Regions from separate parts of the Mus musculus genome. Here region 1 is linked to region 2. Evidence: chromatin contacts called from public Micro-C data. All regions are on one chromosome and are shown on one strand. The core of a region is the stretch at or near the end of the contact, and the rest is flanking DNA. Distances in the headings are between cores, read along the strand shown. Region 1 overlaps Gm38475 (a long non-coding RNA gene). Region 2 holds the start of Bcat1 (branched chain aminotransferase 1, cytosolic).

What was found. A called contact is a pair of places that touch in the nucleus more often than the background predicts.
Region 1: a Micro-C map of trophoblast stem cells shows a contact between it and region 2, with 6 times the contacts expected there. The contact joins the enhancer-like site here to the promoter of Bcat1 in region 2. A contact is called at or near these places in 9 of 484 Hi-C or Micro-C datasets (the G1E-ER4 cell line, embryonic stem cells, myeloid progenitors and 3 more), 5 of 115 datasets of contacts at active chromatin or transcription factors (all in embryonic stem cells) and 1 of 9 other capture datasets (embryonic stem cells).

What each region holds. Positions count from the first base shown.
Region 1 is chr6:145,544,774-145,549,503 of GRCm38.p6, reverse strand. All of the region lies in intron 1 of Gm38475 (a long non-coding RNA gene), which reads left to right. Among named protein-coding and RNA genes, the nearest start is that of Gm38475, 67 kb to the left of the region's middle. Within about 2 kb of position 3,388, at least 56 of the 459 cell types and tissues checked have an H3K27ac peak or open chromatin away from gene starts, as enhancers often do. A contact at or near this core is called in trophoblast stem cells, where this site is marked.
Region 2 is chr6:145,074,251-145,078,809 of GRCm38.p6, reverse strand. Bcat1 (branched chain aminotransferase 1, cytosolic) reads left to right here and starts at 2,653. Exons shown (of 11, transcript NM_007532.5): 1 at 2,653-2,921. The coding sequence starts at 2,916.

The sequences.
Region 1 (4,730 bases), core at 2,139-4,638, 470 kb before region 2:
CATTTCCTTATTACTATCTTAAGCATTTAAATCCTCTAATTTTCATAACTTGTAATTACCAACCATAAAACATCTCCTTAGATCCTAAAATGCTTTTTTAAAGTTCCTTTTAACTTAAATTTAATTGTGAGACTATGATTATCTAGCTTTGAACTCTATCAGGGACTTGAAAAGGAATAAATGTTACCCAAGTATGCCAAAAGTGCGGGCAAGCAGCTTCCCAAACTCTAGAATTTACTGGCTGACTGGACAGTCTCAAAATTACATTGGAGCCTCTTTCTTCAGCCTTCTTGCCCAGTATATCTGATGTACTTGTGAAGCAGGGTTTATGAAGGACTTGCTTACCCTGTCTTGACCGAGCTTGGCAGTTGACTTTGCCCACGTCTGAATTTTGTCCATGTTGGACAATATTTTGTCTGTAGATGAAGTTAGGGCATTTTCTTTGCCCAATGGCTAGCTTGCCATAACTGAAGTCTTCTCCAAATGGAGGTGCTTCAATGCTCATCATTTTCTTTGAAGTGAATTGGGGTTACTATTAGGAGCAGGCTTGGCTCAATGTCAAAAAGATTTTTTTAATAGCAAAACTTGAAATGCCACATTATGTGGATCTCTGTGGTTTTTGTAGACCAACTATCTAGCTGTAGTATATCTGAATTGTCAAATGTTATTTACTTTTAGTTATTTGCCATCTGAATAACCTGAAAATATCTTATTATAATTAATTAATTAGTATTAACACAATCATGAACTTAATTGCCTAAGTATTAGCTGGCATTTCTTTGTTTTGTTTTGTTTTGGGGGGGTTGTTTTTTTGGTTGTTTGGTTGGTTGGTTGGTTTTTTGAGACAGGGTTTCTCTGTATAGCCCTGGCTGTCCTGGAACTTACTTTGTAGACCAGGCTGGCCTCGAACTCAGAAATCCACCTGCCTCTGCCTCCCAAGTGCTGGGACTAAAGGCATGTGCCACCATGCCTGGCATTTAACTAGCATTTCTTATTTATCCCTAACCATCCATTATAGCAGCTCAAAAGGAGTAGAAATTTACATTACATCTTTAAGAATTATCAATACCTCAAATAAAAGTTGAAGACATATATACATTATGTATATCAAGAATAACCTTAAATTTGTATCAGTATACAATAGTTATATACCCAATGTAACAAATTATAACCTCAATATGTATTAATATTCAAAGATCTATACTAATGTAAGTTTTTGGCTAGTAGCTCTAATAGTTGAAGAGTAGACTCAATAATCTACCCATTATTCCTATGTCCCACCTTTTCCCTATAATATTTTTATTTTTACCCTTTTTCTTTTAACCCTTTCCCCTCACACAAGAAAGAAAGAAGGATAGAGAAAAGAAAGGGAAAGAAAGAAATCCCCGAGTCTAACCTCCTAACCTTGTTTTTCCCCGATCAAGACCATTAATAACTTGTAACCAACCTCTTTATAACAACAAGCATCCTTTATCCAGTAAAATGACCAAAATCATCCATCCCATGTCTTGGCAATGGGGGAACATGTCTACTTAAGATCACTTCCTGCTATTTAGGGGCAACAGCATCTTTTGGGAATCCTAAGAGATTTGGGACTCTGTGAAAAGTGGGATATTGGCCAAGTCCTGGGAGAACTGGCTGCACCGTTTGTTGTCCAGTCTCTGTGGGGTGGGAAAGTTCAAGGCCTAATTGAAGTCCTGGCTGGATCAGTGTGCAAGGCTGGATGAACTGTGGTCATCTGGGGCCAACAGCCTTCCCTGAAGCCATTCTGGAAGCAAGTCTCCCAAGGAAACAGCTTTGAGGCAGTCTGAGGCCAGATCAGGCATCCCAGCACCCACAAGGGTGGATCCGGTTAGGGCCACTTCCTCGGTTGTCATTTTCTGTTAACATGTAAGCTCTCACAAGTAATAGACAGTTCTGTACCAATAGTGTATATAATGTGCAAGGTGCATAGATCAGTTAAAGATGATTCTTTGTTCTTGTTTGAGCAGCTGAAAATTATCTGTCTGTCTTTATAAGTTAGTTTGGATCGTGTAACAAAACTGTAACATAGACTAATATATATGCCACTTAAAACAATGGCATGGTAAGTCCTGAAGACTTGGTTGCCAACAAGATTTATTGACTACACACACACACACACACACATACATTCATATTCATGTCTCAGTTGGTCTCAGAGCTTTTCTCATGTAGACAGAACAGATATATATTAACCTATCTTGTTGATATTGCCAATCTCTCTCTGTCTGTCTGTAGCCAAGATATTCAGGGTGTCTTCCCCGGTCAAATCTTATTTCTAATAATTTAGATGGAAGATAACCCTGCCCCAACCCTAACTCTGGGTCCTTATATTGACTACTAGAAAATATCTTTCCTAGGGCAAAATTATTTTTGCCAACAGAAAAAGCATTATCTTTCAAAGTGAAATTATAAATATACCTTATGTAGATAAATATGTCTATATTCCCCTTTTTCTTTATATAAATTTGAGATCAATATGTATTTACCTTTTAGATCATTAAGGATATATTATTTATTATTAAGCAAAAACCTAGATAGTACTTTTATGGAAAAAATGTGTCATTTTGGATGTTTGCAAATTGCTATATCTTATAAATTGTAGTGACATTCTGAATTTACTTAAAATCTTTAAAATTCTTCTATGTGTTAGTAAAGTCAACCAATAAAAATATCCTTCCTGTTTCCCTGCTATTAGGGAAAAACAAAAACATTCAAACAAAATCCAAGCAAGGAAACAAGAGAATTCTAAGTTGGGGGCCAGCTGTGTTAGGTTATCTCACAGGCCTTGGAAGTCAGGCGTTGCCACACTGTACCTGAGCCCGTGTAGCAGCAAGCGCTAACAAACATCTCACAGCCAGAGAGCTCTGAGTTCCAGCTGCCACCAGTTTCCTTTTTTCTTCCTCTATTTTTCCTGACTAATTTAGCGTTCCATCTTTCAGATCTCTCTTTACCCAAGTCTGTTTCATTTGATCTTCCTCAGAGAGGGCACAGAAACCATGGTGCTACTGAATGTGCTGTCGCTAGCTCCATGGCAACAAGGAAAAACAAAACCGTACAAGATCCAAGCGCCTTCTGCTGGAGTGTTTTCCATTTTTTAACATGGAAAGTATTTTTCCCTTTAATCTCTGACTCGCTTTAGGGATGTCGATTTACCAATTTTAAACTTAGTGCCTCCGCAGTTAGGACGCTTGGGGCTGTTAGTTTTATTGCAGCTCAGAAGCAATGTTCCCTTTGAACTTCTGGGTCTCTGCAGGCTCCTGGGGTCAGCAGGTGTCTAAGGCAGCCAGCTCCGCCTCCTCAGCTCCGCCCCGCCCCTCAGTGCAGCTCCGCCCCCTCAGCGCAGCTCCTCCCCCTCAGCTCAGTCCAGAAGGTTGCCCCACTGGTTCAGCCTCCTGCCTTCCTGGCCAGGCCTCTCCAACCCACTGGGCTTCTGCACTGCTTCAGGCCTTCACCCACAGCCTCAGGCCTAGCTCTCTCTAGGGCTTCTGTCTGCTTTTGTTCTCTCTCTCTCTCTCTTTTTTTTTTTTTTTAAAAAGACCAGGCCTCTTGTCCAGCTGTGCTGACTCCCCCACCCCCACCCTTTTACCCAGGCCTTGTCAAGCTGTAAGCTTGGATTCTAACTGCTGTTAAGTTGTGGGCCAATTTATAGTAGAATTAATATATTCTATCTAGCTTGTATAAAAACCTTACAATACTGGTATTTATTTACAAGCTGTAAGCCTAGATTGGGCAGGCTTAGTTAAAATTGAGCTATTCTAACTTACATCCCAGCCATATGTCCCTTGTCACTTGCTGATCCTCCTGGCCACGTGCTCATGGTCCATCTCCTTTCATGGAGGCCTCCTCCTCCCTCTGTGTCCTTTCTTCTCTTCTCTGCTCTCTTTCCTGAGACCCCTCACGCAGTCTTCAAGTCCTGCCTTTCTCTCTCTACTGCCCAACCACAGGCAGTTATTGACTGATTAACTTGGGGAGCAAAGGTTTTTATTGACCAATTAAGTTGGGGAGCAAGGCTTACAGAGTATCATTTAGTGTCGTTGGGGATCTCCTAATTGCAGGCAGCCTAATCTTGAGAGCCAGTATTTAGCATTTGTGTACATGGCAGCATCAAACCAACTCCAACAGAGACATTTCATGGAGGAAAGCGTGAGTGGCCTGGGTCAGTGACACCTAAATGCTGGTTGTCACGAGGACAAGAAGCTGAAGTCGCCTATAGGTCTGAGATGAGGCAGACATGGAATGAGCAAGTGACTGACTTGAAGTGTCCTGAGCAGGTGGTTAATACCCACCAAGGAGCTGTGGAAGGGGGCGTGGTTTACTCAGGTTCTCAGTTTGAGGGGTGTAGCCTGCCCCAGTGGTAAAGGTGTGGTGGTGGATTGTTCTCCACTGTAGCAATGGGGACATAGGCTGTGAGGTCACATCTTACCAGAGCAGGGAGCAGAGAGGGTGAACAGGAAGCAAGGCTGAGTTACAACCCTCATGACCCGCCCCTCACCTCCAATAGTGACTCACTTCCTTCTGCCAGACTTCACCTCCAAACAACTTTCTAAAGCAGCACAGTTGGGCAGTCATGTTCAAACACTGAGGATGGCATAGCTGTGTGAGCTTGCACAAGATACTTAACCTCTCCAAACATCCACTTCTTTGTAAGTAACACCATGGTAGTGCTACCCTGAGGACAGCTATAAGCACGCAAGCAAATGCATGTT
Region 2 (4,559 bases), core at 1,404-3,903:
ACACCTAGTGGACCCACAGGCCCAGCTTTTATTGTCATTTAGGGGAATTTCAGGAAAGGGCGTGTGCCCTTTTACCTTGATTGGTTAGCTCTATCTCTAGGGGTCTGACTAATTCTACATTTGGTTAGGTTCCAGAGACCTCCCTGGAGGGTTGCTTATTCATTTTAACTACCTAATTCTTACTTCAGGCCAGATGACACGGCATCCACGGATTGGCTGCCTGAAGCTATGGCTGTCTCACCACTGGTTCCTGGATCCCGGTTTTCATTTCTGGGAAAGAAAAGCTTAGGCCTAGTCTCCCAAATTGTCACTTTGTAGCCTGTCATGGAGTCAGCCTGGCTCTGAGCTTAGTCCCTTTAGGAATAAGCCCTGTGCTGGGTGGGTGGCTCCTGACAGATGCTGCCATTTCTGGATCTACCTCCTCCTGTGTGCGCAGTCTTCCTTCTTCCATTAGAATGGAATACAAAAGCTGCTTATAAGTGGTTCTCTCAGGGCAATGCACCAACTGAGAAAAACCACTGTATTATTCTACACTATGGAGTAATTCAGGGGAGGGCAGGGCCTGATCTCCAACACATGTGTACCTCAGCTAAACAAGGTGGCCCAAGGCAGGGTGGCACACCCTTTTAGCTCAGTGCCCATGGGGGAGGGGCAGGTAGATCGAAGTGACTCCTAAGCCAGTTAGGCTCACACAGTGAAATCCTGTCGCAAACCAACCAACCAACCAACCAACCAACCAACCAACCAACCAACCAACCAACCACCGACCAACCGACCCACCAATGAAACTCTGCAATGGTTTTTAGTGTATGGCTCCCACCTAATTTTAGAACAATTTTATCACCTTTTCTCTGTCTTCTCCCTCCCTTCCTGGTTTGTTCCTTTCTCCTCACTACCCAGGTGACCGAGGGACTGAGCTCAGGGCTGGGTGGATTCGGGCAAGCACTCTAGTGCTTGAGCCATAGCCCAGACCTAGAAAATCTTAGACATCCAAGTTAGGAAGTCTTGCACTGATTCACCAGATTGGCCACCACATACCAGCTTCTTTTCAAACTGCACAATGTTTTCAAGGTTTGTCCATGGTATACACATAACTGCTTTTGTTGTTGTGGTGTGTGTGTGTGGACATGTGGACATGTGGTGTGAGCCTGTGGAGTGTATTTGTGTGAATGGTATGTGTGTGGTGCACATGTGTTGTATGTGTGTGGGGGGTGTGTGTATGTGGTATGTGTGTGGTGAACATGTGTTGTGTGTGTGTGTGTGGTATGTGTGTGGTGCACATGTGTTGTGTGTGTGTGTGTTGCTTCAGACTCGAGTTGCTGGGACTACAGGCAGGCAGCTCAACGCCTTGCTTCATTTCCTCTTACTGTGGATCAGTGCTCCATCGTATGAACAATAACCCAGGATGTCTACACTCACCACTTAAAGCCCACAGCGCTGCTTGAGTTAAAACCGATCTGGACTACAGTCTTCTGAAGGGAAGAAGTTGTTGCTGTTGTGCTGGGTGCAAAGATAACTCAGTACATTTGTCAGGATAATTCAGCTATTCATTGTTCACCTGGGCAGTTTCATTCCAAGCAGCAGAAAAGAAAAACAAGGGCTGCAGAGATGGCTCAGCAGTTAAGAGCACTGACTGCTCTCTCAGAGGTCCTGAGTTCAATTCCCAGCAACCACACGGTGGCTCACAACCATCTATGATGGGATCTGATGTCCTCTTCTGGTGCATCTGAAGACAGTGATGGTGAACTCACACATAAATAAGTCAGAAAAGAAAAATGAGAAGAAAGAAAACATTTTTAAAAAAATAAATAGGGCTGGCGAAATGGCTCAGTGGTTAAGAGTGCTGACTGCTCTTCCGAAGGTCCCGAGTTCAAATCCCAGCAACCACATGGTGCCTCACAACCATTCGTAACAAAATCTGATGCACTCTTCTGGAATATCTGAGGACAGCTACAGTGTACTTACATATAATAAATAAATCTAAAACAAACAAACAAACAAACAAAGGATACAGGCAAAACATGGTCGGGGAAAAGCCTATTCTCTCCTAGGGAGTTAAGAATGAAAATTTCACAGCAAAGCCTTCTGCTTAGATTTACTAAAAAGAAAGTTTTCAGATTTTCAGAGAGATCCTCTCCTCAACTGAAATCCCATCGGTGGGAGCCTTGCCTGAGGCTTGTGTGGACGCAGGAAGGAAGTTATCAGGTGGTGAGGACCATTTCACATTAAATTACTTCTGTATGTGCACATCAAAGGATGCAAACTAAGAGACGACTACAGAGCGTAGACCACAGACTGAGAGTGAGAGTTCCATCCAGGGCTCAGATGGTGGAAGGAGAGAACCGGCTCCTGCCAGTTGGCCCTTATCCACCACTGTCCCTGTCCATCTAGCCACCCGCTCCTATTCAAAATCTATTATATTTATTTAAATGTTATAAAAATTAGAGAGAAAAGGAGTTGGTAAGAGTGGTTGTATTTGAGAGTTGTCTGTGGGGTGTGGAGCGTGAGAGCGAGACGGAAAAACCCAAACTCTTCTTTATTATCCAAAATATACCTTAAAACTTCCCAGTTCTGAGACTAGATCCTAGTACAGCGTATGATTGGGGGAGGGACTGGGGAGGTAGCAAATGAATCAAAGACGCTTTCAGATTTGTCCTCCTCTGCTACCTCCCCTCCTGCGATACAAATCACTGGAGGGGATCAGTGTCTCCACCCTGGAGTGAGCCAGAGGTCGGACTGTAGCTCGCGGCTGAGCCAGTCGCTGCTGATGCAATCCGCAGCGGAGCGCGCCCAGCTCTCCATCTTCCGCGCTTGCCGACCGACCCTGAGCGCCACGTGTCACTGCACAGCCGCCTCCTCCAGAGGAGACTCACATTTGCACCCAGGAGCCGGAGCCACGACCCAAGCCACGAGAAATGAAGGTAAGCGTATTGCTGAAGTTCATGCTGGAATGCAGCTACTCACCCACCCGGAATATCTCGGACACTGGGTGGAGAGAGGAGGATGGAAGGACCAACTTGCTTTGTCCCCCGTCCTGGGCTACTAAGCGTGGGGATCTGGCCTCGTATCCACCCGCAGATGCTCCCGCTCCGGTTCTTGTCCTGGTTCTGTAAATGCGGTACCCAGATTTAGAGGATGCCACAGCGCCTCTCCTACATGCTCCCTAGGCGGGAAGAAGGACCGTATCGTTGCGTTTGAGCTGCCCAGAGATAGGGTTTGGCGAGGATGCTCGGACGCTCTTCTGGGTAGTTGTAATAGAAGGGGGAGGAGGACCCTCTTATCTGCCGAAAGCAGATCGCTTGTCTTTTAAGGTCCAGGTTCCAAGTGGAAGCTTCCGAGTTACGGACCACTCGAGCTTCAGGACCAGAGAGTGCAGGCGGTGAACTCTAATTATCATCTGAGATAGCTAGCCCAGAGGCCAGCCTGAGGCGTTTTAAGATATTTTCCAGAGCCAGAGCTCTGGCTGTCTGAAAAACTGCCAGATCTGAAAAGTTTCCTTTCCGAAGGGAAATGATGCTCTGTCGGCTGTGCAGTCACCTAGTCTCCCGCAAGGAATATTCGAGTAATAAAACGTGGGTTTCGGGGAGCTACAGAGCGGAGCCACGTTTCAGTTTCTGAGGAGGCGGAGGAAGTTAGACACTCAGACTGCTCAAGCCTAGCTGGAGGGAATCCACACGTCACGTCTCCATCCCCACTGTGCCGCCCTCGCTCCTAGCCCTGACAGATAGATAGATAGATAGATACCCTTTCTCTTTTTCTCTCTCTTTTTCTCTTTTCCTTTTTCTCGTTTTCTCATTTTCTCGTTTTCTAATTTTCTCGTTTTCTCTTCTCATCTCTCTCTCCTCTCCTTGCCTCCCCTCTCTTCTCTCCTTTTCTTTACATTCTTTACCTTATCTCACTAAATCATATGCCTTTATAATTTTATCCACATGCATTTAATGTATTCACTATCTCTCTTAATCATTTGTTCATTCTGTATATATCTACCTTAAAATATAAGTTCCTAGACTCCATAGATGGGCAGTCTGTGTATAGGGAAAAGCTGGAAGCCACAAGCCAGCTGAGCAAGGGGTTTAAATTCCCCAGCTGTGGTCCCCTTGGCAAGGCTCAAATCTGTATAACTAATGAAGGGGGCTAAGCCAAGATGGCTACTTACTGCCTTGTTGGGAGAGAGTGGTGCAGGGGTGAGTGGTGTGTTTCATCTTAATTTGCTTTCTGAGTCAGAGACAAATGATGGAAAGTTTTTTTCTTTGTCTTTTTCTTTTTTTTCTTAAATGTCTCTGAGGGCCAGGCTTAACACATACCTGTAGTCCCAGTGCTTGTGGGGTAGAGAGAGAAGAATCAAGAGTTCAGGGCTATCCTTGGCAGCAGCCCCTAGCCACCTTAGGCTGCAGGGGACCCTGGGGTGGGGGTGGGGGAGTTGCGGGGGAAAGTCTGTAAGAATTATTTTCAGCTCATTGGATCCTGATGTTTTATATTTGAAATGGGTTGGAACTTTTTGGAAGGAAGTTAAAAACTTGATAAAGCTTTCTGGTGTACCTGTGATGTTGCAGGATATT